Linked DNA regions of Zea mays: region 1 is linked to region 2. Evidence: chromatin contacts called from public Hi-C data. All regions are on one chromosome and are shown on one strand. The core of a region is the stretch at or near the end of the contact, and the rest is flanking DNA. Distances in the headings are between cores, read along the strand shown.

Region 1 (6,931 bases), core at 1,795-4,294, 150 kb after region 2:
CTAAAGAGAGAGGAAAAAACCGCGGATCCAACAACCAATTACACCGTCCCTACTAAGGTAATGTTAAAAAGAACACTGCATTCATCCACCACGAAGCAGAGTTGAAAACACGGGGGCTGCCTGCCTGCCTCGATCAAGCTCCTTTAGTTGTAAGGGCCCATGCCAATGCTGGAGCCAGCACCACCAGCGGCATCTCGGGATTTGGAGTAGCTGAGGTAGTATACCTCGCCCAGGATGGCCGTGAAGAAGGTAAATGCCGCGCCAGCAGCGAAGACGCCCTTCCGCACCGTCTCGCATGAGAGGGACTCGCCGTAGAATACGCCCCTGTACCGGGTGTGGTACGCGTTGCGTACTGATCCCGCCAGCAGGCACGCCTCCGCGATGAGGAAGGTCACCCTGTCAATGGGAATGAGACATGTTGTTGGTAAGCATTTGGATGGGAAGTGCAGTTGAGATTAGTTGAACAATAAGATTTTGTTTTATTAGATACGCTGGCTTGATGTTTTAGGTATCCAAATCAGTTGGACATATTCAAAATATGCCAGAAAATATATCACGTGTTTGGTTGTAGTCCATCATCTTCTCGCTCCTCACTTTTTTTATTTGGTTTGTGAAATAAAAATGAGTTAATCTATCACCATTTCATTCCTCATAAGCTAATAAATAGTAATAATATAAGGAATAAGTTCATTCTACCAAATTTATGGAATGGACTAATAATACACCACCTCATCTAGAATACATTGACTCCTCAAACCAAACACACCATAGTATATCTCGAATCTTTAGGTAATGAAATACGAAAATATATGCTCATGTCATAACGGCTTGAAGATGACTTCAGACAGCCGACAATTCCTAGTTCAGGCTTTATTGAATTCAATTTCAGGAAGGAAAGCAAGCAAGCAGCATCCAGAGACACACAGACACACAACTCATGTGATTCCGAATACAATCTGTGGCTTTTGCGAATAGATTATGGCAGATGCTTCCTCCAGATTCCAGAACGCTGGCTAGGCAAGGACACCCAGAAAGCAAGGCTATTAATTGATGTTGACTTGGGAATTGATTAGGAGATGTCAGTCACATGGTGACCTCAAGAGAAACAAATCAATGACAGACTATTGAAAAAACTAATGTGGTTTAGCAGTTCATCACAAAATCTTAACATAAGTCAAGTCGTGTGTGAACAAATATCAATGCATAGATATGGATGTATCGAGGTATCAAACATGGTTTCATTACTTTACTGCAAGCCCTTGACCAACCGCTTAGCTAAGCTACCCCGAACAAATAAAGATGTAGTTTTTACTAGTCCCTCAAGTGAAATATAACCAAAATTTCAATGGTGTGCATTCAAGTTTTGAAGGAATCTGGCTATGTGTATAATTGTGGATATTTAGAGTTTATATATGGATAGATTTATCTCGAACTATTGCGCAATGTTAATCTTGCTGACTGTATTAGTGTGAAAGTTGTATTCTGAGTATTACTGATCATCAAAAACGATACTTTGATGGAAGGGGCTTTCAACATCTCCATCCTATCACAGGAGTACGAAGTCTACCAAACACTAAGCCCCATAAAAGGACCAGTACCAAGCAATTTGTGGCACAAGGACAGTGGGAGTAGCTGGACATCTACAATAAACAATGTAGAGATCTAGCAGATCTATGACAGGTGCTGAAGATAAATATCTAAAACAGCTTCAGAGATCTAAGACAGACATGTGCCACTACTAACAGCCTCCTACCAATAATTAGTTAAATTATTATAGAGGGGTTGTAGCCTGAAATCCTTGAAACATGGCAGTAAACTGTATGTAAAGAGCAGATGTTAGCTTGCATGAGGTTACAGAGCTTAAATACTGAGCATTGCCACGCTAGTGCAGCTTCAGTAATGAAAGCAAAAGCCCCACCCAGCAAGGGGCTAACTGGAGAAGGTGGGAGAAATGATTTGCATCTGGCCACTAGAAAAGTACTAGTATTATATTATTACTAATTGATGAATGGATCTCACAACTCGTTCGCCAAAAGCAATAGAGCAAAGCGCTGGGTGAGACGCTTGAAGTTTAAGACAAGAAAGTGACGGTCGGCCACTAAAACAAGCGACACTTCACCTAATAAGACTCAAAAGGAAAAGAAAAAAAAACTAACATGCGCATCTTCCTGCAGAGGCAACAGCGGCGAACCAGTAGTCAGTTCACCACCACATGGACAGATGGTGCATAGCATTCTATCATCCTTTTCTGTCTACGCCTAGAAACTAAGCTGCAGAGCTTGGCAATCACAGGATTTCAGTTGAAAAGCACAAGATCCAGACCAAGAACAGGCGGCGGAAAACGGATCTTAGATAGCTCCGTGCACCCGCAGCTGAGAACGACGCGAAACCACGATGCAGATCCTATTTTTCAATCTGCTCGTAGAACTAGACCAGCGATGGGACGGATATAGCAGAATCCTACCCACCCGAGTTTGGATCTCGGAGAGAGGAGCAAGGGATCACCCAACCAACCAAATCTTAGCTCTGCTGGCTATTTCCATGTATGTGAAGAGGGAGTACCGGAGCAGTAGCAGGCAACCGTGGGAGGGGAGGAGATTTGGTTGTTTACCATGTGAAGAGGAAGAGGATGAGGGCGCAGGCGCGGGAGCCTCCCGGCTTGAGCCCGCGGCCGCAGCAGAAGCAGCGGCTGGCGAGCATGAGCACGACCTGCGCGGCGGCGAGGAGGAGCAGCGCGCCGACGCCGTAGCCCGTGGCGATGTCGGAGTCGTAGACGCAGTAGTCGTACTCCTTGGCGGCGTCCGGGGTGACGGTGGCCCGGCTGCGGCGCTGCTCGGCGGCGACGCCCAGGCCGAAGGCGATGACGTCCAGGAGGATGACCACCGCCTGCACGATGATGGAAGCCATTGCGAGCGAGCGAGCGAGCTAGCCCGGCTTGCTGCTCCTGTTGGTCGGTCCGGTCGATGTCTACTAGCTCGCAGCTGATCTGCCGGTGTGGGCTGGGTACCGCTGGTGTGAGCTAGTAGTCCGGGGAGGTACTTGAGTGAGTAGTTTAAAGGCAGTGCGGTCGCGTGTCGCGGTGTCGGTGTGGAGTGCTGCAAAGCTTCGCTTTTTTGGCATTTCGGGGTGGGTACGCGCCTACTGGACGGATGCGGGAAAACCTAACGAATGCGGCAGACGGGTGGGGTGCACCTGGCAGCCGCTACTGGACGGGCGTTGGCTCGTTGCGCTTCTCTGCCGTGGTTGGTGCATCTGGCCTGTCCAGCGCTGCCACCCGCGCTCGATTTCTATTTTACATTTCATAACTTTTCTAAACACGCACCACGTCGACAGCGCGTTAGTTCTAAATCCATACTTTCTTCTGTGGAGACGCCGTCTGTTCTCACTTGGGGTTCGGTCGTTAAACACAGTGTTTTTTCTTCCCCCCCCCCCCTTTTGGCTGCACAAACACTGTTCGTCAGTTATCATGATGAATTCTACCTACAATGGGCTTCTAGACCATGTCCCAAATTGTATAGATTTAGTCACGGTTGGATACCGAAACTGGCATGCGGACAGTTAGGGTTCCGAATTTCTTTTAGGATTTGTTAGCTAAATCTGCAGGATTAACTCGATAACCGACTTATAACGGGTCCAGACCTCCTCCCTTTATATAGATGAAAGGTTACGGTCGATTGAACCTCCATAATCGATCCAATCAAATTTACTTATCAATTTTACCTTATTTACATCGTTCTTCCAATTCCTGTGAGTAGGAGTAATCTAGCCTTAAGTTTAGATCTAGTTTAGTCTTCCACAACAATCTCTCTTCGACTCTACGCCGATTAGAGGCGCACCGGACGGTCTGTCGACCCGTAGCAACACCTTGTAACTTCCCCCTCGATGGGATCTCTCCCGGGGACGAGTTCTAGGGTTCTTCGCGGAGAAGAAGACCCTCTGCGCCACCGCGGGCCATCCAGCCCCAGATGTGGACTGTCCGGAAGCGTGCAGAGAGGATCCACTCCTGCGCCCAGGTCGCGGACCGTCTGGCCCTGTGCCACGGACCGTCCGCGCCTCCATAGAGAGCACCATCAGGTGGTTCGTTCCAGTGTTTGGCGTCCAAAAACACTTTTTGGTGACTGTGCTCGGGACGAGGGTGTTTAGACCTAACAAAAATCAGCCCCCTAGATGGCCGGTTCCAAAGATCACACCGACGTCTCCACCACCAACATCATCAAGCGGACCATGGAGGCACTCCCGGCTAATGACCAGCATCCCTTCAATGACATCATAAGGCGCGAGGAGGAGGAGGTGCTGCGACAACTCGTCGAACGGCGCGACAAAGAGGAGGAGGAGGTGCGGCGACAACTCAAGGAACGACGAGAAAAGACAACAGAAAAGTACTTATCATACTTCACGGTGGATCGCCACCAGAAAATCATCCATTAAGGGGAGATCGATATGACATCTCTCCTACCTCCGCCTTCGGCTCCCATTGTAAGTACCTAGATCCATATTTTGAGGCTTTCATGGAACAACGAGGGAAACTATTATAAGAATACGTAGATGAATCTATTAAAAAATGGGCGCTTTCATATGAGAAACCTACTACCCCTAGTTTTCCCTCGCATGAATCTAATACGGAACCACCCGCGCCAAACACATCGGCTACAAATGGGTCTCTGAAAGGGAAATGGATTTTACCATTTTCTCTAAATTGACTTTGATGATTGATGACCATCACAACCTAATGGACTAACTAGTTTGCTTAGTTGATTAATTCTCAGGTGCATAAGTCAAACCATCTCAACTCTAAGCCGACTGTCCGGAATACCGTAGATTATTCCGGACAGGAACAGCTCTTTAGAAAATTCACCTGTGCGCGGACCGTCTGGGTCCTTCCGGCAGGCCGTCCGCGACACCTCGGTGAGCCTCGAACAGAAACTATATATGCAAAACTCACATTTCTACTACGGATTGTCTGAAGGAGAGAAGAACACCGTTGGAGACCAAGCTCAGACTGTCCAGCCTCAGGCGCAGACCGTCCGCCCGTTGGAAATAAGAGAAACCCGAAGGTGCCAAGTTCGGTAAAAAAATGAATTATAGTGTCCTTGCGGACTCTCCGGTGTGCACGGCCAGACAGTACACGACTGCTTTATCTGACATCTGACGACGTATTTAATGCACTTATAGCCATTGATATAGTCGTTACTGTTGTTTGTTGCGATTTCAGCCGTTGATGTGCATGGGCGGGGCCAGAAGCGCGGACCGTCCGTGATTGGCAGAAAGTGGGCAACATGTAGGAAGTGATTGGTGGCTATAAATACAACCCAACCACCTCCATTCACTTTATCCAAGCATTTCATTCATCCTCATTCAATACAAGAGCAAGCATTTCATCCCAAGACACATTCAAAGCTCCCAAGCTCTTCCAAGTGCCATAATTGTGACTAGTGATCATTAGTGATTAGTGCCCTAGAAAGTCTAGAGAGATTTTGATCTTGTGTTTTTATTGTTACTCTTGTTGCTTGGCTTTCTTGATCGTGCTTTCTTCATCTCCTTCTAAACTCTCAAGTGACTTATAAAACTAGCAAGAAACACCTATTTGTGTGGTGATCCTTGCACGGTCTAAGTGACCCTTGAGATTAAGAAGAAGCACTCAACCGGTCTATGTGACCGTTTGAGAGAGGGAAAGGGTTGAAAGAGACCCGTCCTACATAGCCTCCTAAACGTGGAGTAGGTTCTTTGGAACCGAAGCTCGGGAAACAAATCATCTGTGTTTTTGTGCTAATCTTGTATTGTGATTTGATTCCTCCTCTCCTCTCTAAGTTATCTTGCTTGCAATCTCTTTGAGTTAGCTCCCAAAGTTATCTGCATTGATTGAGCAACTAATAGCAAGGAGAACTCTTTTCCACACACTTATTTAATTATTACTCATTCTAACTCTAACCCCAGGCAAAGTTTGTGTTCAAAGTTTATAATTTTCAAGTTTTGTATATCCACCCCCCTCTAGGTGGCTTTCAATTGCTATCGGAGCTCGACACTGTGGCAGAACCACCCAGATTATTCCAGCTTAAGTGCCCAAGTCACGCCTTGAAGGCAGCAACACACTTAAATCAGAATAACCCATCAGTCCTTCGGATCTCGTCCGATAGAGCCACTTACCAAGGATCGAGTATGAAAGGGAAATAGTCTTAATATTTCCTATAATCGATTTTGTTGTTTGACGACCATCACAAACCTTGTGGACTAACCAATTTGTTTAGTTGATCATTCCACAGGTGCATAAGTTCATCTACAACTATTCTAAAGTCGAGTGTCCGGAATACCGTAGATTATTCCGGACAGGAGAAGCTTTTTGGAAAATCACCTAAGTGCGGACCGTCTGGGCCCTTGCAGCGGACCGTCCGCGACACTAGGGTGAGCCTCGGACAGAACCAATGCAAAAACACAAGTCTACACTACAGACCGTCCGATGGAAAAGCAAGCACCGTCCGAGACCAAGCGCGGACCGTCCGGCCTCAGGCGCAGACCGTCCGGTCGGTGGAGAACCGAAAAACACGAAGGTGACGGGTTCAGTAAAATGTATTTTTAGCGTCCTTGTGGACCGTCCGGGGTGCACGACCGGACCGTCCGCGACTGCCTTTATCTGACATCTGACGACGCATTAAATGCTATATAGCCGTTGATATAGCCATTACTGCTGACCATTGCGATTTCAGCCGTTGATGTGCAGGGGCGGACCGTCCGGACCAGGGGCACGGATCGTCCGCGGTCGGCAGAAAAGGAGCAACGACTAGGAAGTGGTTGAGGGCTATAAATACAACCCCAACCACCTCCATTCAAATCATCCAAGCATTCCAATCCTTCACATTCAATACAAGAGCTAGCAATCCATTCCAAGACACAGTCAAAGATTCCAATCTCTCCAAGTTCCACAATTGAGACAAGT
Region 2 (6,261 bases), core at 111-2,610:
AGCACATCCAGTTTTTATTGATGCCTGACTTTAGCAATCACTCTATATTTTAATATATTTTTTATAAGTTTGACTTCATGGGACTTATTTTATAAACTTGATCTCACAAACTTTCTCTTATTTGGTCTCTGTATGATGAAATTATGTTATTTTATAATCTCTGTTCATTCAGTCAATCGTTGTGAACTCTTTTCTAATCGCTCACTTCATTGGTCATGTTGTACCAAGATATATTTGTATGGAGTAAACAATAACATCAGTTAGCCAAAAAAATATATATTATATAGAGAGCGGAGACAATCAATAAAATATCTTGAATTTTTTTTGATGGATAGTTTACGTGAGTATTGTTGTAAGCCGTCGCAACGCACGAGCAACCGACTAGTTTATCTCTAAAGACCACTCAAAAGGTCCCAGGATAAATAGAGTTGTATATGCTCTAATTTATACTATTAACTTGTCCCGATGCTGTCAGCGCAGCCAAGCCACCACACCGCCGTGTTCGCTTCTTCCAGCCACGGCCAGCCCAGTGCCCAGCTCGTGGTCCTCGGCTCCTCCTGCAAAGCCGAAGCGATTCGACGGCGGCCGGCCAGCCTCCCAGGACCGGAAAAACCTTCCATCCCGTTCTTGTGCCGCTGGTGGCCACTCACGCCGCGACAGGCGACACAACCATGGCTTGAGGCAACAGCGGCCGCCACGTCCGAGGCGTCACTCTCACTCCCGCCCCGCCACGTCCTTCTCCGTCTCAAAAGCCTGACGGCTCCGGGCACTGCCACCCATCTCCACAGAAACAGGGATAGCTTCACCGACATCCGGGCCAGCCGCTTCCCCGATCCGCCATGTCAGTCTCTGCTGCGACCTAGCCCTCCGCTCCGTTGCGTCCTGATTCCTGAACCCTACCACTCCACGATCCCTCGCCGACAGATGGGCCCACGTCGCCTGGGGCCAAGCAGGAGACGCCCGCTCCCCACGCGCCGGCCTAGTGGGTGGGTGGGTGGAGATGGAGAAGGCGTTGGTGGATCGACGCACGGGACACCCTTGCAGCAGCAGCAGCAGCAGCGCCCATCACTCGCGTCCCTCTCTTTTCCTCTTCTCCATTCCGTCGCGTACTCGCGTGCACAGAAATTCCTTCCTCTGCCTCCCTGTTCAGCTCTCCTTTTCCCTTCCTCCTCCTGTAATTCTGTTCGTGTGCGTGTAATTTCCGTGCAAATACACGCACGCCGATTTTCGAAAGCAAAAAAAAAAAAAGGCGACGGCAAGGAATCCCCCGATTAGGAAAGATTCTCCGCTCCCCGCCTTCAAATCCCCCACCGGCCACCACGACCCGCCTGGATTCGCCTACGCTCTGTGCTGCCGAGGTCGGGATTGGTGCTGGAATTCGGTGCGCCGAGTTGTTCCTTGCTCGATTAGACTTCCGGTTCGGTTCGCTTCGTTCCAATCGGGGTTTGCTGCTTCCGCCGCCACCGGTGCGCTCCGAGCTGCTCAAGCTGGGCGCCGGATACCCTCTCGGGCTGCCCGATCTGATTCAGTCCCCAACACCACCCCCGCTCCGCCGCTGTGGCTGCCGCTCCCCTCCCCGCTGACTCCGGCGCCATTTCGACCCGCGCGGCCGGATCCTTGGATGGTTCCGATCGATCCGGGACCAAGAGACCCAAGGCTTCGTCACCTCACCCGGGCCCCGGCGCCGGTGGATCCATGGCCGGGGAGAAGGCGCCGCGCGCGTTCTCCATCGAGGAGCTCCCGGGCCACCTCATCGGGGAGGTCCTGACCTCGGGTGGGCTCGCTGCCGCCGACCTCGCGAGGCTCGAGGCCACCTGCCGCGCGCTCAGGCCGCTCGCCGAGTACGCCGCGTCCAAGCTCTGCGCCGCGCGGGCGGCGTTCGCTGCCATGGGGCCAGCCGCCCGGGGTGAGCTGCTGGAGAGGTGCGGGGGAAGCTGGAAGAGGGTGCTCAGGTTCCTGCAGTCCGTAGAGCAGTCGTCAGGCACCGTCGAGACCTCATCGGGCAGCGTGAGCACTTTTTTCCCCTTTCACTTCACTCTACGAGGTCTAATGAAAATTCAATCTCCATAGTATGTACGGACATGAGATTATCTTGTGTTTTAGAAGGGACTTGCTAAAATTCAGGTGCTTGAATTTTAGTTTTCATTCAGGCGATGGTTATTGCACATATTTTATATTAAAATTGCAGGCAACTTTGGTAGACACAATCTATATTTTTTTTGCTTCCGTGAATAAGAAACCCATTAGACAAAATCATAAACCCGACGATATCTTATTTGTATTGGAACAAAGACAATTAATAATGCACAATTATTTCTATATTCAGACAAGGACAAAAATTGATATGTTGGGACATAAAGACATCACAAAAGTAACAATTTACTTATACTAGTTGGTGATGCATGAGTATTACCTGAGATCATCTTAAAATTCAGGCACCTGAAAGATAGGATAGGTGGTCTTAGAAATTTTCGCCTCACACTCTGAACCCTGCCCACTTTGGAATATTGTAATTACCAAGACTTGTTTAATAATGCTGGCTTATGTGCTAAAGCTTTAAAAGAAGCTAATGATTTGAAGCTGATAAGCACACCCATGTCTGGCTTAAATGGGATAACTAGCACATGTTAGTCATTATAAACAGATTTAAGACATTCTTTGCTAGGCAAATATGGATCAAGTTTTTAACAACTTATCTCAGATTGATTAACATGTTAATGCTGCCGTGCATCGACATGCTGTTATGCATTTTCCTGTGTCAAACAATGGTAACTTCGTAATATACTGCACAATTACACTCTAAAACTGTTTGAAAGTGATTATTTGTGATGGTGAAATCCTGGTAAATTTAGTTGCTATTGTGCAACAAATGTTCTAATTACTTTAAATATAAATTATGTCTTAATTTCTTACATATTGATGCGGTTGTATATTCTCATAGTAATGATAGTTGCCTTTTGATTCCTGCTAGAGTGCATTTTTATTCTGGATATTGCATGGTGGCGTTTTGGACGACCTATCTTAATTATATTTAGTCTTGCAGCTTATTCAATATCGTTTCAAGACTACAAGTTTACTAGTATTCGAGCTCACTTCTAGTTGTCACGTTATATATATCAATTCAGAAAAAAATGTAATTCTCTTGTATTTGGAGACAGGTTTCCCTGATGGTGGATGGCATTGAAACCGCTATTTTTTAAGTTTCCAAATTGTTTTCTTATACGTGTGAACCTCCTGTATGTTTCCAGATGCAAGTAGCCACAGGAAGATATCACACACTTTTGGTCCATGACTCTTCTGTCTATTCTTGTGGATCCAGCTTGTGTGGTGTGTTAGGTCATGGCCCAGATACTACACAATGTGCAGCATTCAGTCGGGTTTCCTTCCCATCACTTTCCCGTGTTATAAACATCTCTGCTTCACACAACCATGCTGCTTTTGTTACGGAGTCTGGGGAGGTAATTGATGATCTCCTTAATTGAAGCCAGTTATGCCTATTACTGTATTACTACATTTCCTTGCCTTGGTGTTCTGAAGGATTTTGTCTAAATAGGTTTTCACCTGTGGTGATAATTCATCATTATGCTGTGGTCATGGCGAAGTGGGGAGAACTATATTTCGACCAATGCAAGTAGAAGCGCTTAAAGGGATTCCCTGCAAGCAGGTGGGATCAAAGATCTTTCTCATCCTTTTATGTTTTGTGTCTCTAATGATACTCCTGTACTTATTCATAAGTCTGATCTACTTAAAATTTTCTAAATTGAATAAGTCCCACCATTCTCTTATATTTTTTTCCTGTGAAATTGTAATTTAGTTCTGAAGATTTCTATTGATTTCTAGAATATTGCATTTGCACATGAGTATTTCATCTCCATTTCACTATTTCTTGTTGAAATCATGTTCTGTAGTCAATCAGTATGATTTGCATGTTGAAGATTTTATCAATAAATGCCTCACATTGTGATGATTTCTTTATATATGTCAGTACTAAATTTTTTGACTTGATCCATGTTAATGATCCCTTCCCTGCTTAACCGTGTGCATATGCACATATCTTTTGGAACTATCTTACATCTCAGGTCCTGAGGGCAAACCACCTAATTCTCTTTTGTTTTTCTTTTTGGGGCAAGTGATTCTTATCTTTTGATCGTTGCTGGTACTTCAGTTTCATACTTTCTATTACATATTAAATCAGCTTTCTATTGAACAATAAACACACTCATTCACCATTTTATATGTATCTATATGTTATTGGGATAAGCTTTTTGAGGCTTAATTGTTTTCTACACTTATCTATATTCCATTTTCTATACTGTTTATTCACTAGGCTGCCTAGATTTTGTTCTGAGCCATTAAGATCTTTCATCTTTCCTCTGTAATTAAGTATTCGTGATCTGATGCTATCTTATTAACTTTTCACAGGTTGCTACTGGTCTAAGTTTTACTGTGATTCTTACAAGGGATGGACAAGTATATACTTGTGGAAGCAATACACATGGCCAACTTGGTCACGGTGACACCATAGACAGGGCCACTCCAAAGCTTATAGAATTGTTTGAAGGCCCCACTCAGGTGGTGCAGATTGCAGCCGGCGCAAGCTACACTTTTGCTGTAACAGATGATGGGACTGTTCATTCGTTTGGGTCTTGCACTAATTTCTGCCTTGGACATGGGGATCAGCATGACGAACTTCTTCCTCGTGCAATCCAATCATTTAAGAGGAGGAACATTCATGTAGTCCGTGTTTCTGCTGGAGATGAGCATGCTGTGGCTCTTGATGCACTAGGACACGTAAGTGTATATTGACCTGTTCGCATTCCCATATATATCGTTAATGATTGCTCTCTAGGCATAGGTATAAAGTCTGAATCTGAACTTTACAGGTTTATACTTGGGGCAGAGGATACTGTGGAGCCTTAGGTCATGGTGATGAGAACGATAAAACTAGCCCAGAATTGATCGGCAGCTTGAAGGGCCAAGTTGCTGTGCAGGTCCGTTGCTCATATTGGCAAGGAAGATATTTTGCAAGCCCCTTGCAATAGTTAAATAAAAGTGGCATTGCAAATTATTTGTTTTAGATGTTTAAATCAATTCTTCTATACAGCAATATGACATACAAACTTCTTGGTCTAATTAAAGTGCTCTTGATATTCACACACATGTTACTTATCAGTTCCATGCCTGAAACCTTTTCTTAATTTTTATAGGTATGTGCAAGGAAGAGGAAGACGTTTGTCCTCACGGACGAGGGCTCAGTTGTTGCGTTTGGATGGATGGGTTTTGGGAGTCTAGGGTTTCTTGACCGAGGAACATCAGACAAAGTAATGAGGCCCCGCGTTCTTGAGAGCCTGCAGGATCACTACGTCTCCCAAATAAGCACCGGACTGTATCACACTGTCGCAGTGACAAATAAGGGCATTGTATTCGGGTTCGGGGACAACGAGCGAGCACAACTTGGGCAGGAGTACATTCGTGGGTGCTTAAAACCTACCGAGATAATGTTCCAAAAGAGTATCGAAGACATACCAATTGCGGCGCCTAGTGGTTGACCTCAAGGCCAAGAGGCCAAGACCACCATTTTGGACACTGTTGCCTGCATATATGTTGTACTTATATTGAAATTCTTCTCGGTAAGTGTATTTTATACTTTGTGATTTGTGATGAACGGGGGAGGACGGAAGAGCAAAGTTGGAGGACAGTGTTGTGTTGTGTAGCCAAAGAAGCATGTAGTTTAGTAACGTGTGATGTACCGAATAATTCAACCCACCATTTTTATTCTGTATAAAATTTATTGGTGTGTTTGTATTCTTTTTCTTGTTCCTCCCACTTTTGCTATCTCGGAATTTATTGTATTACTGCTTAATGCCCTGTTTGTTTCAGATTATAATCTCACAAGATTATATAATCTAGCGCAAATAATTTAATAGTTAAACAAACACATAGATTATGAGTTCAGATTATATAATCTAAACTCCAGATTATGATAATCTCATAATCTCCTCACGACTAGCTTATTTGAGATTATTTTGGCAAAAGACCCACTATCCATAGTAATGTAAATAGAAATTACAATATATGCCATCATTCTTTTCTCATCTCAAATAAACAATAAGGGTATTGTTGTCTTTGTGAATAATTTACACTACCAAACAACTATATATAGATTATAATATATCTAGATTATAATCTGGATTATATAATTTAGGTTATAATCTAGATTATATAATCTATAAGCTGAAACAAACATACCCTAAGTCTACT

What was found. Hi-C and Micro-C count contacts between places; a contact is called where the count stands out from the background.
Region 1: a Hi-C map of tassel shows a contact between it and region 2, with 2.6 times the contacts expected there. The contact joins the promoter of LOC100286200 here to the promoter of LOC100382481 in region 2. A contact is called at or near these places in 4 of 25 Hi-C or Micro-C datasets (ear, endosperm, leaf and 1 more).

What each region holds. Positions count from the first base shown.
Region 1 is chr7:45,317,318-45,324,248 of Zm-B73-REFERENCE-NAM-5.0, forward strand. It overlaps LOC100286200, which reads right to left and starts at 3,045. Exons shown (of 2, transcript NM_001159088.2): 1 at 2,612-3,045; 2 at 1-396. The coding sequence starts at 2,907. The coding sequence ends at 144.
Region 2 is chr7:45,168,835-45,175,095 of Zm-B73-REFERENCE-NAM-5.0, forward strand. LOC100382481 (putative regulator of chromosome condensation (RCC1) family protein) reads left to right here and starts at 1,361. Exons shown (of 6, transcript NM_001175220.1): 1 at 1,361-2,007; 2 at 3,249-3,458; 3 at 3,554-3,664; 4 at 4,423-4,791; 5 at 4,884-4,991; 6 at 5,208-5,808. The coding sequence starts at 1,696. The coding sequence ends at 5,549.